Regions from separate parts of the Mus musculus genome. Here region 2 is linked to region 1. Evidence: chromatin contacts called from public promoter capture Hi-C data. All regions are on one chromosome and are shown on one strand. The core of a region is the stretch at or near the end of the contact, and the rest is flanking DNA. Distances in the headings are between cores, read along the strand shown. Region 1 holds the start of 4930579G18Rik (RIKEN cDNA 4930579G18 gene). Region 2 holds the start of Pck2 (phosphoenolpyruvate carboxykinase 2 (mitochondrial)).

Evidence for each region. Promoter capture Hi-C pulls out the DNA fragments that hold promoters and counts their contacts.
Region 2: a contact with region 1 is called in a promoter capture Hi-C map of the C10 cell line, with 2.7 times the contacts expected there. The contact joins the promoter of Pck2 here to the promoter of 4930579G18Rik in region 1. A contact is called at or near these places in 7 of 39 promoter capture datasets (the 3T3-L1 cell line, the C10 cell line, cranial neural crest and 3 more), 1 of 484 Hi-C or Micro-C datasets (B cells), 3 of 115 datasets of contacts at active chromatin or transcription factors (astrocytes, cardiomyocytes and pancreatic cancer cells) and 1 of 9 other capture datasets (adipose tissue).

Annotation. Positions count from the first base shown.
Region 1 is chr14:54,649,065-54,651,858 of GRCm38.p6, reverse strand. 4930579G18Rik (RIKEN cDNA 4930579G18 gene) reads right to left here and starts at 1,348. Exons shown (of 6, transcript NR_038053.1): 1 at 1,311-1,348; 2 at 591-794; 3 at 45-119. It overlaps Acin1 (apoptotic chromatin condensation inducer 1), which reads left to right. Exons shown (of 19, transcript NM_023190.3): 9 at 1-142.
Region 2 is chr14:55,538,864-55,541,657 of GRCm38.p6, reverse strand. Pck2 (phosphoenolpyruvate carboxykinase 2 (mitochondrial)) reads right to left here and starts at 1,392. Exons shown (of 10, transcript NM_028994.3): 1 at 1,145-1,392. The coding sequence starts at 1,173.

The DNA.
Region 1 (2,794 bases), core at 99-2,598:
TGAAGAGAAGGAGGAAGTGACCATGGACACCAGTGAAAACAGACCTGAAAATGAGGTGCCTGAGCCTCCTCTGCCTGTTGCAGACCAAGTCAGCAATGATGAGCGCCCAGAGGGTGGTGCTGAAGAAGAGGAAAAGAAAGAGGTAACTAGCCAAGCCACCTGTTGGGGAGGGTGGGCCGAGCGTGGGCCTAGGGAGAATAGACCATCTCAGCCATCCCTCTTACACAGTGGGATGACCTAAAGGGGATAAGGCTATCCTTGGATCAGGATAGGGCAAGGGAGAATTCGCTGGTTTAGCAAGGGATGCCCCTTGTGATAACAGACAAGGTCTTTGATTTCCTTTCCCTACATGAAGCAGTGATATAGACCAGGCTCCTAATTTGGAAGTCTGTTAATGGCCCTTTTTTTTAGAGAGAGAGGGGGGAGAGGGAGGCGAGGGAGAGAGAGAGGAGAGAGAGAGAAAAACCAAAAAACCCAAGTGCAGCTTTCTTGCTGCTGAAGCTTCTGTGAAGCTAACTCCTTGAGCTTTCCCTCCTTTTTAAAAGCTTAATGGCACTTGTCGCCACCTAGTGGGGCTTTGGGTCTCTTACCGAGTCAGCCATGCTGAGGAATTTTTGTTGCTCTTCTGCCCCCCAGTGGTCTAATTACGGAAGTGTAGCTTCTTAGAAATCCAAGGGGTGAACCACAAGGCCCTCTTAGGTTTTGTTTTGTTTTGTTGGCACAAATATTACCACTTTTTCCTATACCCAGTTCAAGAGGCTTCCCCCATTGGAGCCAGCGAGGTCTTCTTGACCCTTAAAGAAATAGAATTAGCTGGGTTTGGGAGTGGTATTATTACAGGGTGGGAGGGGCTGTTGTGTGTGTAGCCTTTCTCTGGTGTGTGTTGCGGGGGTGGGGGCCGGTGAAAGTGATTTGATGTGCAGAATATTATTTATTACAAGGTCCTTCTTCCCCGTAAAACTTTGTCCAAGTACCTCATGTACGGTAATCCGCCCGTAAAATATAACCCTGCCCAACTGGCCAATCGCTGATGCCGCCTCTACCTCTGGACCCACCCGCTGCTACCGAGCCGCCCAATCAGAGCCGAGTGTGCTCCCGGTGTCTTGGCCAGAGGGGCGTGTCTGTGGGCGTCTGTGATGGGCCCCGCCTCCCTTCTTGCTTACATCGGGGCTGAGACGAGCACTGTTCTGGAGAGACTTGTACTGAGAACAAGAAGCATTTGGAAAGGGGTGGACTTGAATCATCGCCCTACTCGGGACACCCCAAGAAGAGTTGTGCCAGTGCTGGGGTGCCTGCCCACATGCCCTTACCTGTCAGAGACTGTGGGTTGCCTTGTTTGCTACAGACTGTTGGGATCCCCATCTAGGGACCAAGAAACCTAAGAGAGTCAGATGTTTATGACGACAGTGCCGAGCTGTAAACACTTGAGTGGGGCCGGTGGCCTAAGCTTTGTTGACTAGAAACCCTGCAGAGAAGTCTGGGGGTCTGTACCCAGGGGCTTAAAGCTGATGGCAGCCCAGCCCGCGTGTCACCACTTGCTCTTCAGATGGACTTTCCTTTGGTCCCTGCTGTCCATGGTGAAGGGCAGCATCGTGTCGGTCGCTTCAGCTTCTCCTCCATCCCTGGAGGCAGGGACTCACTCACCCACCCAACCGGAACCACTGTCTCAGCTGCAGTCCCTGAGGAGGTGCCAACGACAAACCGGAAGACATACTCTGAGCTTGCTGCTGAATGTGTACCAGGTCCTGGGGAAATTGACTACTGCCACCCCCGGGCTACCTTCATCAGAGGCTCCATGATCCTGCTCGGTGACAGGACCTCTCCCCAGTTACACTCAGAGGAGGAAGGGACTTTGGAGTTGTCACCTGGATCCCAAGTGTTGGCTAGTGGCACTGCTGCAGCTTGTCACTGGTGGACATAGGGTCCTGCCTGCCTCATGAAAGAAAGGCAAGGAGCATTCCTGCCGCTCACAGGCCGCTTGCTCATTCATCAGGGACTGCAAGATGATGCCCTACAGGGCCAGGACTGATGCTCTGCCCCCATTCCCCCCTCTGCCCCTCGCTGAGGCTGGCCATCGCCAGTGAACTGTTTTGACATCTTGGAAACTGGGCAGCGTCCCCCCACACGATTCCCTCCCGCCCCCCCTGCGCCCCTGGGAGGACTCTGGCAGTGCCACGCTGACTACCACGCCGTGCGCCCACCTTTTTTGCCAACCCAACCCCCCACCAATTGCACAGCGCCTAGCAGGGAGGGCTCATTCTGATTGGACGGCGGTTGACTAGATACAGTACACAGTGAGGTGCGATTGGCTGAACTGAAGATCCCAGGTGTGAGATGGTACCTGGAACATTTGTCATATTCCTAGTTTATTCTTTTATTTTCTACCTCTTCTTTAATCTTTTATTTTTATAATTTATTTTTTTATTTCTTTGTTGGGTTTATTTATTTGGTTCGTGTTTTTCTTGTTTTAATTAAGTTATTTTGTTTAATTGGTTTTTTGGGTTCTTTTATTTTCTTTCTTTTTTGTTTTTTTTTGTTTGTTTGTTTGTTTTTTTGGTTTTTATTTATTTCCTTTTCTCACTAACTTACCCATCGTGAGCAACCTAGCTAGGGGTCAGGCTGGCTCTTAACACAGACCAAGGAGACTTGGTTAGATGACACAGGTGGGGCTGGGGGTGGGAGGGGAAAGGAGATTAAGGGGGTCCTGCCCTACCCGTTAGAAGGGTGGTAGGGTGGTCTTAGTTTTTCCAGAAATAAGCACCTATAAAAGTGCCCCTGCTCTGTCTGTAGTGTC
Region 2 (2,794 bases), core at 143-2,642, 890 kb before region 1:
GTGCATTCCCTGGCTCTCCTTAGAAGCCTTAGGGGTTGATGGTAGGGTCAGAACCTGAGAACACAGGCTACATTGCCTGGGAAGGGAGAAGAGAAAGCTCTTGGATGTGGGAGTTTGGGCCTGGGTGGGGTGTTTTCCAGAAGACAAAAAAGGCAGCATACTTTGTGTGGCCCCAGGGGGTGGGGGCACAGCAAGGTAGGTCTCTTTGTGTGTTTTTCTGCACATGACAGTTTCCCTGAGAAATTAATTTTAAATGCATGATCCTGAAAGCTTTGATCCCCAGGTATTGGCTCCAGTTGTCTTATGGGAAGCACAGCTTCTCCCAGCCCCACCCCAATTCTCCTGCACGCCCCTGAGAGGGACCTTCTCTCTATCCTTCATAGACCACTCTCACATGGATTAACCAAGTAAACTGCGAAGAAGAGATAAGGAGTCAGTTTAGACTCTTTTACATCCTAGACCATGGAGAGAGGGGTATACGGAGAAGAGGCCCGGTTGTATGGGGGGTGGGGCAGGGGGAGCCAGCCAGGACAAGCCTGGGGTCCAGGACCTACTGGGGGAAGCCGGCCAAGTTAAAAAGGCAGTCTGCCCTCCTCCCATCTTGCTTGCTTCCTTCCTTCTCTCCCTCCCTGTCTCCCTCCCCCCCTAGTCCCCAGAGGCTTCACTGGGCTTCGTGCCAGGTTCCGTTCTGTTCTCAGGGAGGCTGCAAGTGATGTTTACCTTCTACCGTCTTTAGGGAGCTTTGAGCTCGGGTCCCCGGGGCCTCAAACCCTATGGCCTCAAGGCCTTAATGGTTACTCACACACTGAAAGCTGGACTAGGAGCCCTTGGTCTGAAAGAATTACATCTGCTAAGTAGAGCATTTGCAGAGATAGGGCTCAGGAAGGCAAAGGAGAAGGGGGAGGAGGTTGCGAGTGGCAGCTAGAACAGCACACAAGCCGCAGGGAGGGACAGAAGAGCACAGAGGCTGGCTAGGAAACCTGGCATGGCTGGGGATGGGAATGCGGAGGGGGGGGGGGATGCACCACCGTGAGACCCACACTGATTAATAGCCACCCTGCCAGTCTCTTCCTAGGATGGGAAACAAGCGGAGGAAGCCCGGAAGGTGGAGCGCGGAGTGGGCCCCGGGCTATGGGTCACTCACCGCAGGCCGGGGAGGTACATAGCAGCCATGGCACCTGGACTGGCGCTGCGGGATGGCCACAGGAACGAGCGCAGTCGGGGAGACAAGGAAGGCGGGGAAGGAAGGAGCATAGCAAAGCCAGAGGGAGTTGAGGTTGGGCGGGAGGCGCTTAAAAAGGAGGCGGGCAGTCCCCGGGGCGGAACCTAGCTGGTTCTCTCGCCCTTCTGTAGGCCGGCTCACTAGCCCGGGCTCAAGGCCCCGGGCTGGGTGAAGCCTCCGCCCCACAGTCATCACATCCTCAAGCCATTGGAGGCCGGAGTTCAATTTGGGATCCGCCCACTCGGCCAGCCACGCTGTAAGATACTGATGTAACTTTGAAGGCTGTTGCTCCTTAGAGAAAGCAACCAAGAGATGTCGAATGCAAAACAAGTTAAGAGTGAGGGATGAGACCAGGGCTGGGGAGCCCAGGATAACAAGATGCCTAAACCCTCAAGGTCTAGGTTTGCTTTTCCAGAGCACTCCTAGCCTCAGGCTTTTCTTTTCCAGGGTCCCAGATGCTAACTAAGCTCTCCTTAGTCCTCAAATAATAACAAAACCAAACTATTGTCCGTGCCCAGCTTCTTATCAAGGGAGTTTCCTCTAGCACCATGGAATTGGTGGGGTGTTTCAGGCTTACAGACATATCCTTGGTCCTCTAATGCCCTCCCCCACCTAATCCCAAAGAGAGTCCTTGTGTAATTTCTCAACATTTCATTCCAACTTGAGACCATTGGGTATTCAAATGCTGTACCAACCCAAACTCAACGCATCCATGATGCTCAGAATCCTCTTTCTGGTTGCAGCACTGTGACTTTCTTTGGAGAACCATCAGATCATGTGGGTCTGACCTTGCTTCTCTTAGGGCCAGTTTGTGTGGCCCACACCCTGGCCACAGCAATCAGGATGTTCAGAGACGGGGGCATGGGATCCCTGTCTGAGACCTTTTCTAACCTTTGGACATGAGCTCCTTTTTTTGCTGGATTGCTGAGTCTGTAGAGTCTAAGTTGGGTTCTGTTGGGTGTCAGCTTGATAATGCAAAGCACCAACCTGCCTGAGGCAGAGGCAGAGCAGTGAGACAAAGATCAATAGATGTCCCCTAACCACCCCAGTGGTCTTTATTAAGACTGTCTGAGGGCTTCTTTAAAAACCCCTTCTTCTTTTGGGGGTTAGGATGGAAACTGTGAGCAGAGATGCTCAGTGCTGTGGAGCCTGAGTTATGGCAGGGTCTCCCTAAACAGCCAAGGGCTCTCTTCCTCTCCTACTCTTGCTGGGGTAGGTGGTCCAGAGTTTCTTATTCTTTGGAGGCCATGTGGACCTTAGAGGACTGTGTGGACCTAAATGGTCCACTGCTCTGTTGCTGTAGCCAAATTATCTGTCATACCTGGATATGAGCTTGATAAAGTGGTTATTGAGAGCAATGCTAGTACCACTATCAAAGGTAGAATGGATGTTGCTGTTAAAGTCTCAAGAGGCAACTGGTCCCTATATCAGCCCAGGATGCTTCAATGCCTGCCTCATCATCATCTCCTCCTCCTCCTCCTCCTCCTCCTCCTCCTCCTCCTCCTTCTTTTTCTGAGACAGGGTTTCTCTGTGTAGCCCTGGCTGTCCTAGAACTCACTTTGTAGACCAGGC